Linked DNA regions of Oncorhynchus kisutch: region 2 is linked to region 1. A link is a contact called in public Hi-C data. All regions are on one chromosome and are shown on one strand. The core of a region is the stretch at or near the end of the contact, and the rest is flanking DNA. Distances in the headings are between cores, read along the strand shown.

Region 1 (5,015 bases), core at 1,336-3,835:
CTGGAGCCAGGTCCCCGAGGGAATGTCCTGAGGAGCTGCAAACACAACCTCCCCAAAAAGGCTATGTATTAATATATATAGGTAGGCTATATCTAGGCTAATATATATTGAGCACATTGACAATACACATACATGAGACAAACTTCAGTGACCACATGGGTTTGCCATGCCAGTGCCGGAGGAGAAATAAATCTAAAACTTCATAGAACAGCTCCAAGACCGGTGACAGTGCTAGTGTGTTCTTCAATAAAGGATTCTGCCATGCATCTGTTTGTACACTGTGACTAGGGTGTTTTCCCTGCAACAAGTCTGGCTGCCAACAAAGAGGGGATAACCAGAGGGGAGCTCACCACCAAAAAGCACCATGCATGTAACTTGACAATCAACTTACTGAGTGTGAGCGTGAGGGGTGAGATACAGGTCTTATTGGGATGGGTGAGGCAAAGGAGTTGACTAGCTAGGCCCAGATTCCACTCTCTGTTTTGTGGGCCATAGGAGCTGGAAGGGTGGCTTCCGCCTGGGGGGCTAGGAACAAGCCGAGGTGCCTTGTGGGCCAGGGGCGGTGTGTGGGAGGGACGGATGGAGGGATAAACGTGAGAGGAGTGGCAAATTTCACTTTCTCACCACAGGCTGAAGAAGTCATGGGGCCAAACAAAACAAACCACCACACTGGATGGGGGACCTGGGAGGCCTTGGTGTGCTGCCAAGTGGACACCACTCCCCCATTCACATCATGCCTCAGTGGTCACATGTATTCAAGTCAGGGACAGAGCAGATACAAGGAGAGGGAGGGGACAGTATAATCAATCAGTGCTCAATCAACACATCAAAGACTATTATCAGCCAGCCAGTCTTTTGAATGAATTCCATTCAGTTCAGTCTGTATTTGGGGAAAAACAGTGCCATCTACTACTGCTGTGGTCATATGGTTAATTGTTTCTAGCTAGGCTACGCCACATGGACAGACATCTTGCGCAAGATGTTGCACAGCACTTTCACAGTCTATCCCCTCATGGATAAGCAACATGCAGCCTCTGATAATGGATAGACTACTCTGTGATACAAAGCCCAGTCTAAGTCATACTGTAGGGATTTAAGTGTGGGTGTGCGGTGGGTTTAAGCAGATAGGATAAGGACCCAATGACCCTCATGAGCCTTGACTGTCTCAAAGAGAGAATGGAAAATACGTAAGACTAAAAAAAAGCAAATATATTTTCAAAGCATGCAAGTCTATTGTACCATTCAACATTAGTTTCTAGACTAGGCCAACAAGAGAGTGGGTTAAAGGTGCAATCATCTTGTCAATGTACACAAAATGTAACAGCTTCTCGTGTGACCATAAATATTACCCATCAGAAATTAGAAGTTATTATTTAACCATGGGTAAACAATTAAACGTCCAACTTCCCTTTCAAATAAATATTTTCCATTCCAGCTATTTACATTTCTCAGATAGCTAGCTAAAAAATGTGTCAACCATTCAATAAGATGACACAGGCCAGGTCCTTTATTTCGATGTGCAAACTTTTAAAGCTACATTTCCAAGAGGGTGTTGAATGCATCAGAGGAAGTGGGTTTGAAAAACTGGTCAGACTTCTACGCGTTTCATCCCTACCAGCAATACCCGTTTCCATGTGGCCATTCCTACAAGCAGGTTCATGTACGGCTTAAAGGGAAATGATTTCAGATACAATATCTACCTGTAGCTAGCTCCTCACTTGATAAACCCCAATTTGAAGTGCGTAGGTCTTGTCACCCACTAACACAGCCAAAGAGATAACAAGGACCAAACTAAAAAGGACATACCGGTAGGTAATTAACGTTAGGGCACAATGCTTCATTAATCCATTCATTCATTTACTTGCGCTCGAGATTTAAATAGCCGTGGCAAATGAATCACTATACATTAGTTTCTCACCATGACACATCGACTACTGCATCTCGACTACATTTCTTTCTGATAATATACCTACGTGATTTGTGTTACACAATGGTTCTGACATGTGCACGCACACCAAGGCAATACTTGTCAATTTCCTTACTTTAGCGCGAGGCGGGTTTTTACTTAACCACTTAATTGCGGACATTAGATGGATGCCACAATGTATCCTTGCCTACAGTAGCTAACGTTAGCTGACTTAAACACTTTCAAAATGTATTAGCTAACTAACGTGGCAAAAGGGACACACGAGCAACTGTGTGCTACTGACAGAACATGTCAACGTTCATTTGTTGGATAACAGTAGCTATCTTTATTTTACTAACGTTAGCTAAATTAGCCTACTAAATAGCTGGCCTCTGTCAGCTACTAACGTTAGCCAGTCCACGCTAAGACCACGCATCGTTTCTCGAGCTTTTTCATTATGATAAATACAGTTAAAATATACTGGACAGCATTGCATGCAACTGAACAAGCTGGGTAAATGTAGACTGAAAGAATAATTAAGCGAAGTAGCTATATTTGAAAGAAGTGACATTTGTTCGTCATTACGTACCTCCTGCTTCGATGTGACACCTTGAACTACAGTAGGATCACGTGTGACTTTGGGGCATGCACTTTGGATTAGTAGCCACACCTTCTCCAATTGTTTATTGGTTGTTGAAGTGAAAATGTTGACGTTTTCCGGGAATTTTAAGAATTGGATTGCTTGTGCTACATGTCAATCATAGTAAATGGTCTCCGCCCCCAATCCGAACCCCGTGGACGGCGATGATTTGTCCAGCTGTAAGAGGAAATGTATGCTGATTGGTTATAGTACGACAGGGTTTACTCTAAATAACACAGCCACAAAGTAGGATTCCCCAGCCACAAAGTCCGAATCGGCAACAAAAAAATGTGAGGTTAGGGTTAAGCATAAAGTGAGCAATAATTACGATTTTGTGGCTGTGTAACTAGTGTTAACAAGTGACCATAAAACAGGGAAAAACAAATTATAAAGCAGGGACAGCATTTACTGATGATTGATGACATTTTGTAGTGTATCATCAATTAATGATTTATGCACTTTGTGAAGTTGGCTAGAGCTGAAGCAAAGAGAAAGAAGAGATGTGAGTGAAACAGTAAAGTGTAAATAATTGATGAACTGAAGCACTGATTTGATTATTCTGAATGTTAGGCCTATGTTAACCTTTATTTAGCCAGGCAAGTCAGTTAAAAACAAATTCTTATTTTCAATGACAGCCTAGGAACAGTGCCTTGTTCAGGGGCAGAATGACAGATTTTTTACCTTGTCAGCTCAGGGATTTGATCGTGCACATTTTTGGTTACTAGTCCAACGCTCTAACCACTAGGCTACCTGCCACTCATTCAATAAGGTACAATTAATTAGAATACCATTATTTTTCCTCACCGTGATTATCACAAACCACCACAGATTCATATTGCATGTCCCCATCCTGGTCAAATTTTGGTGTGTTCGAGCCCCATAGTAACGCAAAGGATTTGTGTAGTGTTACATTATATTGTATGGAGGATAATGTTTAAAAATAAATGCTGTATTCTATACATTCAGTTATTCTGAAGTGCACTGACTGTATGCAGCTAATTGAAAATATTAAATAGCCTACCCTACAAAATCATCACAAAAGATTGTCACATAGTAATAACTACACATACTCTCTTGCATCCAACCTTCTGCATTAAATGGGACATTGAAGTCCCATGGTCCATTGATGACGTATGCAAGGAATGCACATTCATAACAGCAAACTAATCCACATATAGGTGAGATTAGCATACTCAGATTTGCATTGAATTGACAAGAGATGAACTTTGAACAAACAAAGCCAAGTCAATTGAAATTCTGTCTTTATTACAATTCACAGATTGGATAGAAGATAACGTCATTAAATATATTTTATCTAAACGATACAAAATACAACGTATAATAGCAATGCATTCCAGTGGCTCTTACAAGAAAATAAAACAATTTATCCTTCTTTGCACAGGGCAGGTCAGAGTCATTGGGTACAGTTCAGATTTTTCTGTCCATTGCCCTGCGTTGATTTAATTGCAACCCTGCACCTGCTATTGTATAGCGGCCATACCAACAAAATTGATGGGGCTGCTAAGACAAATCGTTTTGGCACAACCTCCAGTTTGCGCTGACTGCCCCTGGAGTGTACACCTCAATGAACGGAAAACCAGTTAATTTCTGTCATTGCTGAGAAACTGTGTTGATGTTGAACAGAATTAGCAACTGTTGCCTGTCGGTATTCGATAGGAAAGCAGCCTCGAAGCTGCTATAAGTTCCCAAGCGTATTATTTTTCAGTACACTTGTATTGGCTGAAATCCCATAATATTTTTCTTTACCGACACAACTCTTTTAGATCTTTGATCAAGAGCTTTCAATGGTTTTGTGGTAGGGCTCTGGAAAAAAAATGTATGTGGATCCAAGTGTACAAAAGCAAATGAATGTGTCCCTTTACTGCTATATACCCTTTGCATCGTAGTAATGCATAAAAGTTGAGTGTAGCCCTTGCATTTACAGAGCCTATTTGGAAGATGTACTGTATAAGTCTGGTGTCGGGACAATTACAGTCCTTGAATAAGTTCGACTTCCAACTCAATGTAATAGTAGTGCAGACTATGTGGGAAGAGAGGGGTTGTCATATTGGACAGTTTCTCTCTTTCAGACCTCACTTGAGTGGAACTTAAATGAGACAGAGGGGTCCTTCCTTGACTTCTTCATGGTCATTATGAGAAACAAAGATCCAATTGACAGTAAAGATGATTCTTCATGCATTGGTTAGAGCTACATATTTCTCTTACATCCGACCATTCCAAACAATGACTCTGTAGCCACGTGTATCTCCAGTGGCCCCTTGGATACAACTAACTACATGTATCTGATATTTGGCAGACGGAGCAAATCCAACAACGAAGCCAGATATACAGTATGTTTCCTGTATTATCGAGACAGCTGTCTTTTCTGGTTTCCTAGCTAATGCAATAGAGGAGCTCATGTCTGGCCATGGCTTACATTGATTTATCCCAACAACCGGGTTTACTCCA
Region 2 (5,015 bases), core at 765-3,264, 240 kb after region 1:
AACGCGCGAAAAAAAATCCAGTTTGATAAAGCGGTCATGGGGCATGAGAATCAGGTGACGGAGCACCAACAAAAGGCAGGAAGTGAGGGTGAGACGAAAAGTGTCGCTCTTTCACGGTTGTCACTAGTTACCACAGCAACAAAGTTAAAAACCGTCTAGGCTATATTGTAAAAATTCATGAAAACAGACATGTGCTGCTTGGTCTTAATTTAAGGGTTAAGCATATGATTTGGTTTACAATTAGATTTTAAGAAGATACATTTTTATAAATGGGCGTGATTTAGCCATAATTACAACTTTGTGGCTGTGGTAACTAGTAACGGCCATGAATTATTATGACAACATAGTCATTGGGCCATAAACAGATTTGATCTTGTTTCTATATCTGTTTCTAGAAGCATCCTTCGCTTTCTACGGATTACCAAATGCACATTTTTTAAATTAATTTCTGCAATAGAGCCTATTTTGAATTTGTGGGTGTGGTAATTGATGACAATTCTCTTTCACCCAGATCACCAGACACACCACTTTGGTTGAATATGTTCTGAGCAATAAAGTACATTGAACAATTGCCTGACACAACATATCACCTTAAAGGTGTAATAATCATAGGCCTATATTTGATCATTTTCCTATTGGCTGGGCTCAGTAGCCTAGGGCGTGGGGCCAGTAACCGAAAGGTTGCTAGATCAAATCCCGGAGCTGACAGGAATCTGTTGATCTGCCCCTGAACAAGACACTTAATTTGTTCTTACCTGACTTGCCTAGTTAAATAAATAAAATACTGTACAATGATGAATAGGCCTACATAAACTAATATAATTTTTTATTGAACTAGGCAAATCAGTTACGAACAAATTCTTATTTACAATGATGGCCGAGGAGCAGTGAGTTACCTGCCTTGTTCAGGGGTAGAATGACAGATTTTTACCTTGTCAGCTCAGGGATTCTACCTTTCGGTTACTGACCCAATGCTCTAACCACTAGGCTACCTGACCTGCCTAACTGTGTTTAGCCTAGATGCTTTTAGTATATTATCTCATGTCTTGATTTAATAATGCTGTTTGTCAAAGTAGGCCAAATCAACCAACTTATTCTTACACACAACACAAGTATAGGGCACATAGCTTTATACGTTGGCCACATCTCCTAAGCCTAAGTCATTTGGGCACTAGAACAAAGTGCATGGTCATGGTCTTTTTATTTGCCCACCTGCATATGAATTTACAATGTGGATACCTGCCTACAGTAGTCTAACTCTCTGACTTAAACCAAATATATTCCTCACAATTTTATATGACTAAATAACAGTAATAGAGTTGGTCCATGCTATGGGAATCCAATGTGGACGATTTTGACAGAATATAAATATCCGTAAACCCCCTCTTCAAATATCAAGTATTAAATCGAGGTCAAAATGTTTAAAGTCCCGGCACAGGTGCTCTTCAAATCTAGAGCTCAGTCCAGTTAAATTGTGGTCCGATGATGCTGATCTCACCCTGCAACATGGTCTCAGAGCATTTCGTATTATTCTATATATAAATCCGAGGCACGTATGGGATGTATTAATTTGTGGATGTCTATCATCGATTTCTTATGATATGTTACGAATTACAATTGGTACAATATGTTTCGAATTTACAAAACATATGACATGTTACAAATTCCAATTTGTTGTCACTGGCTTTAGGTAGGTGACTAACTCTAGCTAGCACTAGCGTTTAGGGGTTATAAGGTTAGGAGTTAGGTTAAAGGGTTAAGTTTAGGGGAAGGGTTAGCTAACATGCTAAGTAGTTGTCAAGTAGCAAAAAAGTAGTAAGTAGTTGCTAATTATCTAAAATGCTAAAGTTGTCCGTGATGGGATTTGAACAAACAGCCTTTGGGTTGCTAGATGTTCCCGTTATTACAACCAACCACCCACTCTATCTTCTATAACCATACATATCAAATGTAACATATAGTAAATAGAGTTCCCAGATTTACGTTTATTATGTTACGTCTAGTCTATGAGACCAGTCTGCACGCGGGGAATTCCCGTATGGAAAGTGCCTTGTCATACTTCGGTCTTCCATTTCACCCTTTGGCGTCGCGTCCCACCCATTTGTTTACATTACCTCGCCTTTTGCGCACAATAACAGAAGGCGACTAGAGCTTTGTCTTTTAGGACGGTGGACTTCCCCCCCGATACCGAACCAAAACCTTGTGATTGGCTAGACCGACGTATAAATATTACACCAGCCGTCGTATTAAGGTTCATACGCGGAACTGTAACCAGAACAGCGAGACGCACTGACAGCTACCTTACAGTGGATCCGGCCTTTAACATTTTAACTGCGCAACACATTTTTTACAGCGAATTGGGCTGAAAGTAAGTCGTGAGAAGACTCGACTATGTCTATGACCGTGAAAGCCTATCTCCTTGGGAAGGAACACATGCCGAAAGAAATTCGTCGCTTTGCGGTCGACCAAGATGTTTCAACGAGTTTTGAGTATTTGAATCGAAAGGTTGTTGATGTTTTCTCAACACTGCGAAATGTCCCCTACCAAATGTTTTACAAAGGTAAGCCTACCTATACTGTCAGTGTTTCATTATAGGCCTATGGTACAGTGTTTTCGATCGTGTTATTGTCGTCAATATTTCTGGCGGTAATTTTGTTGTTATATTCCATAACATCGCGCTCGACAAAGTAATTCACGACTACAGTAAAGTTATTGCGCACGTTACTACCTAGTTTACTTGAGTAGGCCTATCAACTGATTAATGTCGTGTCATAGGCCTAGACCAAAGTGCGTCAATAAGTTAAGTGAAATAATCTGCTGACTGAAAGCTTCAATAACAGGAGTGAGTTTGACGAATAACAGTATAGATATGACAATTTGTCTTTATGCACCAGAAAAAAATGATAGAACTGGTACACAGAACATTATTGAAGTCTACATTTGACATTGCATGTCATAGTGAATGTCAGATCGAGAGTGAGCAGCAAATAGGCTCTATTACATGTTTGTCGTACATGCAATGATGTATACCTGTACTACATTTCTGAGCTCGCCCTACCTGTAGGCCTACCATTAGTTCATAGTGGACTAATAAATAGATAGATAAGATATAACGGTAACTTAGCAACAGATGGCATTAACCCAGAAAAAAAAATTTCTGTAAGGGCTCTCCACCCAAGCAGGGAATCAAAGTTGACCAATTTCATACAGTAGTATTATTGACTGGTACCACATCACTAAATTTATGTTTTCCATATTGGGTATCAGGGTTGGGGTCAATTCCATTACAACTCAGTCAAACCAGGAAATTAATTGTATTTCAATACATGACTTGAAATGAATGTATTGAAAATATTTGGGGATTTTCAATAACTGAACTGGAAATTGACAAATATATCTGCGCACAACACCTTTGTAACAACAGTATTCCCTTAACCTGTTTTAAATCAAATAAGCCAGTGAGGATAAGCTGTGGACAGATTTCCTTACTAGTGAACTCATACTGCCATTATCTAATCATCTGGCCTAGATAAGGAGCTGACAGCAAACAATGGCTTGTGAACCACGTGAGGAGATCAGTGTGTGACAACGTAGTCTTTTTTTCTTTCCCTTGTACCCAGACGAGGACGGTGACATGATCGCCTTCTCCACCGACGATGAGCTCATCATGGGCCTCACCTGCATCAAGGACGACACCTTCCGCCTCTTCATCAAGGGTGAGTCTTTTGTGATCAAAGATGGGGCATTTTCAAATATATTATATAAAGATTAATCGGTCTGGTATTAATGTGTAATGCACCAAGTCATCATTACCACTATTACAATGATATAGCATTCTCATTGTTACTGAAACATTGTAGTTATTAATACCTACCCGCATATCCTTTTTTTCTTTCCCTTACAGAGAAGAAGGAGCACAGGCGTGAGTTCCCTGCTTTTGCTTTCCCGGGCGGTGTCCCTCCTTTCGCCTTCCCCCCTCACCCTGGAGCACCCCATATGGGGCCCCCTCCACCCCATGGCCCACCACCTCATGGTCATGGCCCTCACGGGCCCCCCATGGTGCACCCCAACGTGACCTGTGATGAATGCGAGGGCCCGGTGGCAGGGACCCGTTTTAAGTGCACTGTGTGCCCCAACTACGACCTATGCTCCCCGTGCCAGGCCAAGGGGCTCCACAAGGAGCACGTCCTCCTACCCATCTGGCACCCCTTCAACAACACATTTGAGGTGAGACACATATGTTTATGTCTTATGTTTTAAAGTGGATATTCTTGCAGATACACATCTGAGCAATTTAAAACTCCATTGGGATTGGGGGGTCCAAAAACCAGAAGGGACATATCTGTGTGGTTAGGGAGAGAAAAATGGCCTCTATACTTTGATCTTGTTCTTCTACACAGTGGTTCCCTCGTGGGAAGTGGATGCGGAAGATGAGACACTGCATGTGGGCTCAGGCCCAAAGCCAGACCCAGCCTGGTCCCTCCGGGTCCCAGCCTGGTCCCTCTGGGTCCCAGCCAGGCCAGGCGGCCCCCGAGGACAGTCAGCCATCCTCTGATGCCTCATCTGCTTCCTCCCAGCAGTCCCAGGCCAATATGGATTACCTAAAGAACATTGGAGAAGGGGTGGCAGCCATGCTTAGCCCACTGGGTAAGACCAAGTGAAAAGTGCCATGTAAAAAAATGTAATCATTTATCAATCCATTATTAGAAATCTACTGACTACTCTAAATTTGAAAGAACTGACATTGCTTACTTACCTCTCCATGTTGCCTGCAGGTATCGATGTGGATATTGACGTGGAGCACGAGGGGAAGAGGACCAAGGTGATGACCCCCAACCCGACCCCACCCGGGTCAGGAGGCCACCCCGGTGCTAGGAGTGACAACGGGACAGGGTGGTCTGAGGGAGCAGGGGCAAACGAGGGAGACATGGAGGTGGACGAGCTGAGCAGCCTGGGGAGCGCCAGTGGTTTGGCTAAGGTATGACACGCTTAATTACTTGATAATCAAAGTAAAA

What was found. A called contact is a pair of places that touch in the nucleus more often than the background predicts.
Region 2: a Hi-C map of liver shows a contact between it and region 1, with 10 times the contacts expected there. The contact joins the promoter of LOC109905265 here to the promoter of LOC109905261 in region 1. A contact is called at or near these places in 2 of 2 Hi-C or Micro-C datasets (liver and muscle).

What each region holds. Positions count from the first base shown.
Region 1 is chrLG15:36,352,692-36,357,706 of Okis_V2, forward strand. LOC109905261 (calnexin-like) reads right to left here and starts at 2,586. Exons shown (of 14, transcript XM_020502539.2): 1 at 2,496-2,586. It overlaps LOC109905263 (alpha-1,3-mannosyl-glycoprotein 4-beta-N-acetylglucosaminyltransferase B), which reads right to left. Exons shown (of 15, transcript XM_020502541.2): 15 at 3,971-5,015.
Region 2 is chrLG15:36,588,365-36,593,379 of Okis_V2, forward strand. LOC109905265 (sequestosome-1) reads left to right here and starts at 2,015. Exons shown (of 7, transcript XM_020502542.2): 1 at 2,015-2,560; 2 at 3,621-3,716; 3 at 3,905-4,227; 4 at 4,401-4,647; 5 at 4,776-4,978. The coding sequence starts at 2,392.